2 separate regions of the Pan troglodytes genome follow, and region 2 is linked to region 1. Evidence: chromatin contacts called from public Hi-C data. All regions are on one chromosome and are shown on one strand. The core of a region is the stretch at or near the end of the contact, and the rest is flanking DNA. Distances in the headings are between cores, read along the strand shown. Region 1 holds the start of BHLHA9 (basic helix-loop-helix family member a9). Region 2 holds the start of SCARF1 (scavenger receptor class F member 1).

What was found. Hi-C and Micro-C count contacts between places; a contact is called where the count stands out from the background.
Region 2: a Hi-C map of stem cell-derived neural progenitor cells shows a contact between it and region 1, with 6 times the contacts expected there. The contact joins the promoter of SCARF1 here to the promoter of BHLHA9 in region 1. A contact is called at or near these places in 1 of 7 Hi-C or Micro-C datasets (stem cell-derived neural progenitor cells) and 1 of 1 datasets of contacts at active chromatin or transcription factors (stem cell-derived excitatory neurons).

What each region holds. Positions count from the first base shown.
Region 1 is chr19:11,755,003-11,761,007 of NHGRI_mPanTro3-v2.0_pri, forward strand. BHLHA9 (basic helix-loop-helix family member a9) reads left to right here and starts at 1,852. Exons shown (of 1, transcript NM_001243846.1): 1 at 1,852-2,559. The coding sequence starts at 1,852. The coding sequence ends at 2,559.
Region 2 is chr19:12,126,698-12,132,842 of NHGRI_mPanTro3-v2.0_pri, forward strand. It overlaps SCARF1 (scavenger receptor class F member 1), which reads right to left and starts at 3,014. Exons shown (of 11, transcript XM_016931140.4): 1 at 2,769-3,014; 2 at 2,387-2,448; 3 at 2,043-2,144; 4 at 651-1,176. The coding sequence starts at 2,869. It overlaps RILP (Rab interacting lysosomal protein), which reads right to left. Exons shown (of 8, transcript XM_016931144.4): 4 at 5,975-6,145; 5 at 5,526-5,671; 6 at 5,011-5,133; 7 at 4,077-4,160; 8 at 3,323-3,790. The coding sequence ends at 3,613.

The DNA.
Region 1 (6,005 bases), core at 602-3,101:
TGTTGTTTTTGAGACGGAGTCTCGCTCTGTCCGCCAGGCTGGAGTGCAGTGGCGGGATCTCGGCTCATTGCAACCTCCGCCTCCCTGGTTCAAGCGATTCTCCTGCCTCAGCCTCCCAAGTAGCTGGGACTACAGGCTCCCGCCACCACGTCCAGCTAATTGTTGTATTTTAGTAGAGACGGGGTTTCACCGTGTTGGCCAGGCTGGTCTTGAACTCCTGACCTCAAGTGATCCACCCACCTCGGCCTCCCAAAGTACTGGGATTACAGGCGTGAGCCACTGCGCCCGGCCTCTAGCTGCTTTATAATTCGACATATATTGCAGATTTGGGGGACATAGAACCTGGGAAATACAGATGTCCTTAGGATGCTTTCATCCTAGTGGGCAAGGCAGACAATCACAGAAGTAAATACATACACTCTGCTTCCTAATGCCTTATTATTTTCTTTTATGGAGAAATTCACAGTTTGAAATAATGGGGTTATTGGCAATGCTCTTTTGGCGAGATGGATGTGAACCACACACCCATTCGAATGCCATAGGCCTTGGCATTTTAGAGGCATTTGGATTGTGACTGGGAATGACTGGCCTTCAGGCGCTCCAAATAACTCAGCTGTGGATGCCGGAAATTCTACTGGGGGTCTTTCTTTGGGAATAAACATTATCTTTTTTCTGAGACCCTCTTTCAAATGCAAATCCCTGGGGGAAGAGGACAGAGGCTGCTCATTGAGTTCATAACCTGGCAGGGCTGTGTCACAAGATAGGGCTGCCCGAGAGCTCTGGACCCCAAAGATGCCCCTGATGTGGACCCAGGGCTGCAAAGGGATCTTCCCCGTCACCCTCAGCTGCTGACTCATCCCAGCTCTGCCTGCAGAAGGGGAGTCAAAGGGCAGTGGAGGGAGAGTCAGGCCCAACCAAAACCCGAACCCCAATTGCAGCCAGCCGCCCTCCATAGCTGAAAAAGCCGGAAGCTCTGGGTCAGCCTTACCTGCAGGGCCCTGCCCCTCCCATATGAGTCCTGCCGGGACACTCATGCTTTTCTTCAATGACATCTCTGTGGTTGCCCACGGGACTTGACAAGAACTTTCAAGGTTTTGTTGTTGTTTTTGTTGTTGTTTTTCTGAGACGGAGTCTCGTTCTGTCTCCCAGGCTAGAGTGCAGTGGTGCGATCTCGGCTCACTGCAACCTCCAGCTCCTGGGCTCAAGCCATTCTCCTGCCTCAGCCTCCCGAGTAGCTGGGATTACAGGCGCCTGCCACCACGCCCGGCTAATTTTTGTGTTTTTAGTAGACGGGGTTTTATATACTCTGTTGGCCAGGCTGGTCTCAAACTCCTGAACTCAAGTGATCCGCCCGCCTCGGCCTCCCAAACTGCTGGGATGACAGGCGTGAGCCCCAGTGCCCGGCCCTCTGCCTCTATTTATTCCTATCAGCTCTCCTGCTAGAAGCCAAACTTAGCACCTTATCTGGGAATGGGGAGGAAGAATGTGGAACCCAGACACCCCACAGCGGCCCCAGAGCTAGGCAGGGCAAGGTCCCCGGGGCAGCGTGGCCGGGCTGCCCGTCTGATCCCCGCTTACAAGAACCTGCAAGCTTCCCTCCTTGCTTTCCTTCTTCTCGGTTCCTCCCCCGCCGACCTACCTGGAGGCCGATAATAAAGCAGGAGGAGGGAGATAGATGGACGGGAGGGCGGGGCGCCGCGTGGTGCCATAAAGCCCAGCTGGAAGGGGCCTGTCTCGGGAGTGTCCAGCCCCAGGAGCCGGGGACCGTCCGCGTCGCGAGCCGGGCCGGGGCAGTGGGCAGAGGGCAGAGGGCAGAGGGCAGACGGCAGAGGGCTAGTGCCCGGGAAGGCCATGCTGCGGGGCGCGCCAGGACTAGGCCTCACGGCGCGGAAGGGGGCCGAGGGCTCTGCGGAGGACTTGGGGGGCCCCTGCCCCGAGCCCGGGGGGGATTCGGGGGTGCTGGGGGCGAACGGCGCTTCCTGCAGCCGGGGCGAGGCGGAGGAGCCGGCGGGCAGGAGGCGCGCGCGGCCGGTGCGGTCCAAGGCGCGGCGCATGGCCGCCAACGTGCGGGAGCGCAAGCGCATCCTGGACTACAACGAGGCCTTCAACGCGCTGCGCCGGGCGCTGCGGCACGACCTGGGCGGCAAGAGGCTCTCCAAGATCGCCACGCTGCGCAGGGCCATCCACCGCATCGCCGCGCTCTCCCTGGTCCTGCGCGCCAGCCCCGCGCCCCGCGGGCCCTGCGGACACCTGGAGTGCCACGGCCCGGCCGCGCGCGGGGACACCGGGGACACAGGCGCCAGCCCCCCGCCGCCTGCAGGGCCCAGCCTCGCGCGCCCAGACGCCGCCCGCCCCACGGTGCCGTCCGCGCCCCGCTGCGCCTCGTGCCCCCCGAACGCGCCCCTGGCACGGCCCAGTGCGGTGGCCGAGGGGCCGGGCCTAGCACAGGCCTCCGGGGGAAGCTGGCGCCGCTGTCCGGGGGCTTCCTCTGCCGGGCCGCCTCCCTGGCCGCGGGGCTACCTGCGATCCGCCCCCGGGATGGGCCATCCGCGCTCCTGACCGGCCTCGAGGCACCGGCTGGGCTGCAGGGAGGCCGGGCTGGCAGCTGGACTATAAAACCCGGGACTGCAAAGGCGTCTTGGACAGAGCAGAACTGGACCGACTGAGACCTGGCGTGGAAGAGAAGGAGCTCGCCAGAGAGAAGGAGCTCCGGGACCCGGGGTTGCGCCCCCACATCCCAGCCTGGGGCAGAGAGAAGGAGCTCCGGGTCCTGGGGCTGCGCCCCCACATCCCAGCCTGGGGCAGAGAGAAGGAGTTCCGGGGCCCGGGGCTGCGCCCCCACATCCCAGCCTGGGGAGGCAGTTGCCAGAAAGGCTCAGGATCCTGAACTCATCTTGGACTCGAACTCGTCTTGGAATGCCGCCTTCGCACTCCTGCGCCTCCGAGCCCTGTGTGTTCTCGATGCTTTTAGGAGAGTGAGGGCTTTGAGGCAGGAGGTGTGGGAGCGTGGGAATGCGGGTGGGGCCTGCTGTGGTCTCGTGGGCACATGAGTGCGGAGTCCCCTTCCCTGCCTGCGCTGCTGCCCAAGCCTGATCCGGGAGAGGCAGGATCCGGGAGAGGCAGGCAGGGGCAGCAGCCAAATAAAAGGAAAAACTCATTTCTCTCCGATACCACGACTCCAGTGGGCCCCGTGGCCCAGGGTGGCAGGAACGCCTGAGGGCTGGGGGCTCTCCTTGGAATGCTGGGCGGGGCCTAAGGCCCATAGGTAGGCGCCTGGGGGAACTCATTCATGGCAAGACCCCAGGTGTGGCTGAGCACTGTGGGAGCCCAAGGGGAGGAAAGAGACATCCAGAGACCCCTCCTCCCTGAGTCCCCTGGGGTGGAAGAGGATATGATCAGGAGAGGGGCCACGGGGCCTGGGAGTCTAAGGATGTGGTCAGCCCCGTCTCTGGACCTCCCTGCAGAGCTGCCTGGAAGCAGCCACAGTGAAGGGGGACTCTGGCCAGGTCTCAGGGAAGGAGGCCAAGGGCAGGGCTAGGATTGGGGGCCGGTAAGTCCTGCGTGCATGTACCCCGAGCGAGAGGCTTGGAAGAGCTCCCAGGGAACCGTGGGCCAGGGCCCCCATAATGAGGGGCCGACTTGGAACCCAGGAAGGATTCTGGGGAGGGGGTTGAGTGAGGGCAGAGGGGCCTCAGGCCAAGCCTGCTGAGCTAGTGAGAGACACAGCCAGCTGCCCCGAGAGTTTTGTCCAGAGAGCTGCCCTGCGTCTGAGATGAGCTGGTGTCTGGCCCGGCTCAGGCTAAGGGTCTAATGTTGCAGGGGCTGCCTGCTGGGCCAGAGCCCAGAGGTGCTGGGGGAGCGCTGGGCTCTTGCCAACAGGAGAGGGAAGGGTTCCCCACAGCTAGCTCAGAGTGCGGATCCCACAGAAGCTAGAGAAACGCCATTAGGCATAAACCCAGGGAGAGTTTCCCAGAGCACGTGGGGTGAGGCTCACCTCTACAGTTAAAAGTGCCTCTGCTGTCTGCAAACCCCAGCCCTGGCTGGCACGCTGAGCATCCTGTCCCCAGCCACAGCCCTTAGGGTTCCCAATTGCACAGGGAGGCTGTGACACAGACCACGGGAAGGCTTTGACTCTATTCAGAGTGGACGTGGGGTCTAGCCAGGAGCAGCAACGCATGAGATGCTGGCCCCAGCCCTGCCCGCCGAGCCCCACAGTGCCACGGGCTGCCAGTGAAAAGGAAAGAGCCAGGCCTGCCCTGGTCCAGCCCCTGCTCAGCCGCCTCTCTCAGCCTCTAGTTCTTCCCCTCTGACATGAATAATGATTCCAGGATGGCTGTGAGGATTGTAAGTGGTTCGTAATGGACCGTTTCTGGCAAACAGAAGGTGTTCACAAGCTGTCACTGTTTGTGTACTATTAGGATCCTATGAGAAACCAGCTTGGACAAGGCTGTAGCCATGTTTCAGCCTCAGATATTTATCCTCTGGAAACACATTATAAGGACCAGCAAGTCCTACTTTGCTAAATTCCAGAACTGAAAGAAATAAGGGGGCCGGGTGTGGTGGCTCGCGCCTGTCATCTCAGCACTGTGGGAGGCCCAGAGGCAGGTGGATCACCTGAGGTCAGGAGTTCCAGACCAGCCTGGCTAACATGGTGAAACCCCATCTCTACTAAAAATACAAAAATTAGCTGGGTGTGGTAGCGCATGCACCTGTAATCCCAGCTACTCGGGAGGATGAGGCATAAGAATTGCTTGATCCCGGGAGGCAGAGGTTGCAGTGAGCCGAGATCACGCCGCTGCACTCCAGCCTGGCCAAAAGAGCGAGATTCTCTCAAAAAAAAAAAAAAAAAGAAAGAAAGAAAGAAAAAGAAAGGTTCTTCTCCCCCATCCTGTCACACTCTCAGCCTGGAAATAGCAAGGACACCCCTGCAGGCAGAATCCTGACGCGGCAGCCCCATGAGTTCAGTGGGAGGGATGTCACAGTTCTGGACTTCCAGCTCCTCACTGACCAGCTGAGTGATCTTGGGCCAATCACCTGGCGGCTTTGAGCCTCGGTGTTCCCATCTGTATAATGGGCTAGAATAAGTACTTACTTCATAGGCTGTTTTGGAGACTAAATGGGACAGTGCATTTAAAGCACTAGCACAGTGCTTGGCCCACATAAACGCTGACTGAATGGAGGCTGTTCAGACATATTCCGTTCACAAGGTTGTTACAAGGAGAGAATGCATGGGAAGCTGTTTTATCAACTGTAAAGTCCGGGACACATTGGCTGCTAGCATGGTTTTTCCAGGGCTGTGTGTTTGGGTGCTGTATGTTTGCCTACGATTCTGAGTTTGTGATATGTACATATTTTGTGTGTGCTCACATAGATGTGTGGCTGCGTGGATATTTGTATGGGTATCTATACACGTATCAACCTAACAGGTGCTTCCTCATCTCTCGGATGCCGCAGGGGATCCTGGGCCTGTGTAGCCTCCGTTACGTGCTGTTGAGGTTTTCTGGAACCCTTGCTTGATTTTTCTGTCTGCTTCCCAAGATCGTATCCGTTCTCCAAGATGACTTATATGTGGTGAAGAAAAGATTTTATGATTATTAAAAAATGGTGGTTTCCACTGAGATCACATGGGTTTGCCCAAATATTGTTTAAAAGGCACAATGATAGGCATGAAATGCATAGAGAAAGGAAAATGCCAGGAAGGAAAGACGCACGTGTAAGACAGAGCCGCCAAGCCATGGCTCACTGTAGCCTTGACCTCCTGGGCTCAGGTGATCCTCCCACCTCAGCCTTCCTAGTAGCTGAGAATACAGGCGTGTGCCACCATGCCGGCTAATTTTTGTATTTTTTGTAAAGATGGGGTTTTGCCATGTTGCCCAGGCTGGTCTCAAATACCTGGGGCTCAAGTGATCCTCCTGCCTTAGCCTCCCAAAGTGCTGGCATTACAGGTATGAGGGGCCTGGCCTTAATTTTCTTTCTTTTTTTTTTTTTTTGAGATGGAGTCTCGC
Region 2 (6,145 bases), core at 1,764-4,263, 370 kb after region 1:
GCAGGTGAGGCTGGACCTGGGGCAACAAAGCGTTTTTAAAAGTTTTTGTTTTGTTTTGTTTGAGATGGAGTCTTGCTCTCTGGCCCAGGCTGGAGTGCAGTGGTGTGACCTCGGCTCACTGCAACCTCCGCCTCCAGGGCTCAAGCGATTCTCCTGTCTCAGCCTACCGAGTACCTGGGACTACAGGCGCGGCCCGGCTAATTTTTGTGCTTTTAGTAGAGACGAGGTTTCAGCATGTTGCCCAGGATGGTCTCGAACTCCTGACCTCAGGTGATGCACCCGCCTCAGCCTCCCAAAGTGCTGGGATTACAGGTGTGAGCCACCCCACCTATCCGACTTTTCCCCTTTCTCGTTCCTCTGCTTTGTGTGTTTTTTGAGAGGAGCACCGCGAAGCCCTGACCCCTCCTCCCGGCGCCCCGCCCCGGCCACCTGTCTCCGCTCCGCTCCGCCCCGCCCGCTCACAGGTCTCCGCCCAGCCTCGCTCACCTGTGTCCGCCTCCGCCCCCTCCCCCGACCGCTCACCTGTGCCCGCCCCGCCCCCACCCTGCCCCCACCCTGCCCGCTCACCAGTTTCCACCCCTCCCCCTCCCCGCCCACCGGTGTCTGCCCCGCCCCCGCCCCGCCCACCTGTCCCCGCCCCGCCCGCTCACCTGTGTGCGCACTGCACCCCGTGGCTGCCTGCCGGGCAGGGCAGCTCGCAGCGCGCTCCGCGGAAGCCGGGCGGGCAGGTGCACTCGCCGGAGGCGGCGCTGCAGCGGCCCCGCACACACTCGCACTGCTGCTGGCATTCGGGACCCCACCAGCCCGGCCGGCAGGCGCAGCGGCCGGAGTCCTGCTCGCACGGGGAGCCGTGGCAGTTGCAGCGGAAGCTGCAGCGGCGCCCCCACCAGCCCGGCTTGCACACGCAGGCGCCCGTGGCCTGCTCGCAGCGCGCCGCCGCGGTGTTGCACTGGCACGGGCGGCGGCACGTGGACGACCACCAGCCGGGTTCGCAGTGGCACACGCCGGTCGCGGGGTCGCAGCGCCCGTGGGGGCCGCAGGCGCACGGGAACTCGCAGCGGGCTCCCCAGCGGTCGGCCTGGCACTGGCACGCGCCCGTGGCTGGCTCGCACTGGCCGTGCGGGTGGCAGGGGCAGCTCTCACGGCAGTCGGGGCCCCAGTACTGGCCCGGGCAGCCTGCGGGGGTGGGGACGGGAGGGGTCAGCGGGCTCAGGGCCGCGCGCAGACCCTTACCCTGCGTCCCCTTCCGCAAGGAAAAGGGGCGCTGGGCCCATCCTCCAAGAGCCGGGGACAGACCCTCAGAACATCCGGCAGCCTGTCCTGGGCAACACTCACTTCCTGCTCCGCTCTGACCTACAGAAAACCCTTAGCCATTAGTGGGAGGCTCAGCCTGCCACTTCACATTCCAGAACACACTCAGAGATCCTGAGTGGGCAGGGGACTTGCCCAGAGTGTGGCACCGAGGTTGGTGGGCCTTCCTCCATGCCTGCTCCTCCCTGCCGAGATGGATCTCTGCTGGGCTGGAGGAGAGCTGGCTTTCTCCTGATCTCAGGCCTGGATACTGCCCGCCAGGGTGTCAGGAGAAGCCACCTTTCCCCTAGTGATTCCTTGATTCCTGATGCCCACCCTCTGGCTCTCCTGCTTCCCAACCCCTTTCCCTTCCCTCTCTTTCTGCCAGAGAGGGCAGAGAGCCCAGCCAGGGGCCCCCTTCCATCCACTGCCCATGTATAAGGCATATGTGGGAAAGGCAAGTAATACACTCATTTTACAATGAAGGGGAATCACAGGTTTTCTGAGAAGTGGAAGAGGAAGATGCTCAGGTGGGCAGTGCTTTGTGGACGTGGGTAAAAACCCGGTGACTCAGGCCATCTCCCGGGAGTGTGTGTCACTTCCTGTCTCTGGACCGCAATTCCTCAGTGAAGCTGGGGGGGATTCTGGCCCTGCTGTCCTGAGGCTGCATGGCTACCTGCCTCGCCTGCTCCCACACCACTGCCCCCGTACCCAGCTCTGCCCAGCAACTTCATCTGGCCCTTGAGACTCACGGGAGCTGCAGTGGGCCCCAAAGAATCCAGGCTTGCATCGACAGAGGCCCGGCTTCACACACACCTCGTCTTTCTGGCAGGCGTCCGGCCCCTCACAGATGGCTGAAAGACACCCCACCCAGGTTGGAAAGATGGGAGCAGGACCAGGGGACACCCCTGCCCTCTCACTGGCTCCAGGGGCCATGCCTCCTCAAGAGGTGCCCCTTCAGGCCTGGGGGGGCGTCACAGGAGAAACCCTGACTCCTGGTATCAGGAGGGGCAGGCCCCATGGGGTAGGAAGGAAGGGTTGTCACTGGGCTACGGCCTCCCTTCTCCTTGGCTGAGGGTCTGTCCTGGCTACTCACGGATGGTGCATTCTTGATCCTTCTGCCTCCAGCCTGCGCAGCACTGCAGCTCAGCAGAGGGGCTGTGGGGCAAAAAGGGGTCAGCCGGACATGGTGGGGGGTGCAGCCTGGCCCTGAGGAAGGTGGATCACTGTCTCTGGCTGCAGTGGGGGAGGCTGCCTTAGCCCCCTGGGGAGGCCTAATGGATCTTTACAGCTAGGGTCCCCAGCCCCTCCCCTCTCCTTCCCTGACCCTTCCACCATCTGCCCTGGCTAGCCACTACCTGCCAGACCGCCATCAGCAGTCCCTTCCTTTCAGCCTAAGCCCCCTACCTAGTCTCCTCCTTCCCCTAACGGCCTCAACATCGGTTCAGCCACCCGCATCAGACTCCCACGAGACCCACCTGCTGGCCACACAGACGTGCTGCCCTTTGGGGTCCAGCTCGGACCCCTGAGTCCCCCGAGTCCAGAGCAGCAGCAGCGGGAGCAGCAGCCCCAGCCCCATGGCAGGCAGCTCGGTGGGAGCGCTCGGGTTCGTCTGGCCCCCACAGCTCCCAACCCCCTCCCTGCTTCCTCTCAGGGCTTTTCCTGAGGAAACCAGGCCGGAGGGGCGGGCTGCCACGAGGCACCTCCCTGAGAGGGAGGGGGTGGCTGGAAAGACTGACACTCAAAAAAAAGAAAGGGAAAGAAAGGCAATGGCAGGGCTGACTGGCCTGGGCCTGGAAGGGCCAGAAGAATGAAGTTGCAGGTCCCTGGGTGCCGGGGCCAGGGAAGGGGGTGGACTGAGGCTGGGAGCCACGGCTTTCCATCAAGCCACACTCCCAAAGCAAGGCCTGAGCTGCAAGAAGCCACCCCACCCAGTGACTGAGCAAGGAGACCAGCGAGGACCCCTCAGCCTGCCTCTGCTCCTGGCAGGGTTGGGAGGTGGCACAGACATGGACAGACAGGCGAGGAACAGTTTCTGTGTATTACGGGCAGTTCTTTATTACATGAGCTCAGGCCGTCTGCAAAGCCCTGGGAGCTAGGCAGTCAGCTCTCATTTCATGGATGGGGAAACTGAGACTCAGAGAGGCACTCTTATATCTGGCCCCAGAGGCTCAGTACAGAGACGTAGAGAGGGAGGCGGGCTGAGACCCCGTCCTGCCCTGATGCAGGCCAGGATTGGGGCAGACCCCTGGCGAGGGCTGTGAAGGCGGGAGCCCTGTCCTCATTTGAGGCCACACATCCTTCCACAGCCAGACCCCTAAGTCAGGCCTCTGGGGCGGCTGAGGCCCCCAGACAAAGGTGTTCGTGGAGGGCAGAACAGGGCGGATCAGGAGCTGGAGACTGTGGTTGGGCCTCCTCTTCTCCCCCTAGCTTGCTGGGTGCAGGGCTGCTGGTCTCATCCTCAGAGGATTCAGCTTTACCCCGATACCATAGGCCAAAGCTGGAGAGAGACAGCCAGAGGCACTTTGAGCCAGGAAGCCAGAGAGGTCAAGGATATGGGTGAGGGCAGGGGGTGGTGAGAAAAGGGGAGAGGGGGAAGAAAGGGCAGCCTGAGGGAGTGTGAAGGTGATGGGGGCCAGGGCCAGAGAAGCAGGAGGGGAGGGTGGGCTTAGAGCCAAGCACAGCAGGGTGACGGGCAGAGAAGCGGGAAAGGGGATCCTGAGAAGGACCAGCCAGGGCCCTTCCTCCCTCCCCACACTCTTGCCTTTCCCCTTTCCCCAACATACAAACTCTGTATTTTGGACTCCGGGGGTGGGGGATGGTCTCCCTTGTCATCGGAGAGCAGGATCCATGGGCCAGCCTCATCCTCACTGAGACAGAGGAGAGAGGAGAAGTGAGGGCCATTGATCAAGGCCCTGAGGGACAACAGGAATCCAGCAGGGGGGATGGAGGGACTGCAGGGCCCCCGGGGCTGGAGAGAAGGCAACCCTGGGGAGATGCAGGATGTCGAGGCTTTAATTTTTAATTTTTTTTTTTTTTTTTTTGAGACAGGGTCTCACTCTGTCGCCCAGGCTGGAGTGCAGTGGCGCGATCTCAGCTCACTGCAACCTCCGCCTCCCAAGTTCAAGCGATTCTCCTGCCGCAGCCTCCTGAGTAGCTGGGATTATAGGCACATGCCACCATGCCCGGCTAATTTTTGTATTTTTAGTAGAGACGGGGTTTCACCATGTTGGCCACGCTGGTCTCGAACTCCTGACCTCAGGTGATCTACCCACCTTAGCCTCTCAAAGTGCTGGGATTACAGGCGTGAGCCACCGCGCCCTGCCAAGGGTTTATTTTATAGCTTGACACACAGCAGGCCCTGACACAGCCGCGGCTACAGTTTCACCCCCGTAAGAATAAACAGACCCAGCCAAGACAGGAACTTGAAGAATGAATGTGGAGAGGCAGCGTTGTCAGGCAGAATGGACGGCAGGCAAGGCAAGGGGAGTGGTGAGATCCAGGGAGAAGGGCGCAGGCTGGACAGCGGCCATGGGACACAGCCAGACCAGGTCAGCAGGCCCTAGAAGCGGCCAGGCTAGGGAGGCTCAAGGGGTGACCAGGTTGGGGTGACAGCCTCAGTCTGAGACAATGGGCTCAGAGGGTGACCAGGCTGGTCATCAGGCTCAGCAGAATGAGGGAGGGAGGCCTGGCTCCGTGGGAATGCAGGCAGGGACCTACCTGCTCTCTGCTTCCTCTGGTGTCCCTAACATCTTGGCCTTGATCTTCTTCCGCTGCTTCCGGACAGCCACCTTCATGGCCTCGAGCAGAAGGCCGGGGACCCGGTGGTCTGTGAGCAGCTCCCTAAAGAAAAGGGGCAGGGAGGGGGAAAGCCCTGGTGATGCCAGCCATGGGGATGCCAGCAGTGGAGATGCCAGCCGCAGTCCTCACTCCTGGTACGTGTGCACGCAGCTCTTCCCTGAACACGGGAAGCGCTCTGCCTTGCTGACACACTCAGACCTTAAATTAGGTGGCCCCATGGCCCCCTCCTAGGAGAGCTTCCCTGGCTGCTGCAGCTGCAGCCCTTTGTACTGTCCCTCTCCCCTGTCTGGATGACATTGCAGGAGGGCAAGGGCTGTACAATTCATGTCCTCCCAGTTCCCAGCGCAGGCCTGGCACATGTCACTGTGGACATGTCAATGACTGGAGAATGAGGTGGGGTGATCGGAGGCCCCCCGGCTTCCCAGCGTCCTCACCGCTGGAAGTAGGCCAGTTCCTCCTTGAGCAGGAACACTTTGGCTTTGAGTTCATTCCGCTCCTGAAGGATTTGCTCAAACTCCTCCCGACTGAAGCGGCACTGTCCTGCCTCCGAGGGGCCCCCGAGCTGCTGCGCGGCCTCCGCCTTTGGAAGGACAGGCACAGTCAGAGGGTCGCCTCGGCTGGCGTTCCCCCGCCCCAGGGCCATCATGGGAATGCTAGAGGAAGTGACGGGCCGGGAGACTTGGGGGACAAGGGTGCCCTGACAGATAACAGAGCAGTGCTCCAGGTGAGAGCGGGGGCCGAGGCCGGCCGGGGGCGCAGATCTGTCTGCCACCTCCCCGCTTCCTGGCCGACCTGCTGTGCAGCATGCAAACCTTGCTTGAGTGCCCACCGAGGGCTGGACGCTGAGTCCTGGGCTGGGTCCTTGCCCTCATACGGCACTCACCGGGTCCTCAGGGTTCCCTGGGGCGCCTGCGCCGGCGGTCGCCCATTCGGGCTCCTGTCCGTGCTGGTGCCCGGGCCGCCCGGCCTGCCCCCGCGCTCGCTCTTTAGCCTGCGGAGTCGCGGCTTCGCCAGGCTGCTGGCGCTCCCTCTCGCGGTCCTGCGCGGCGCGCAG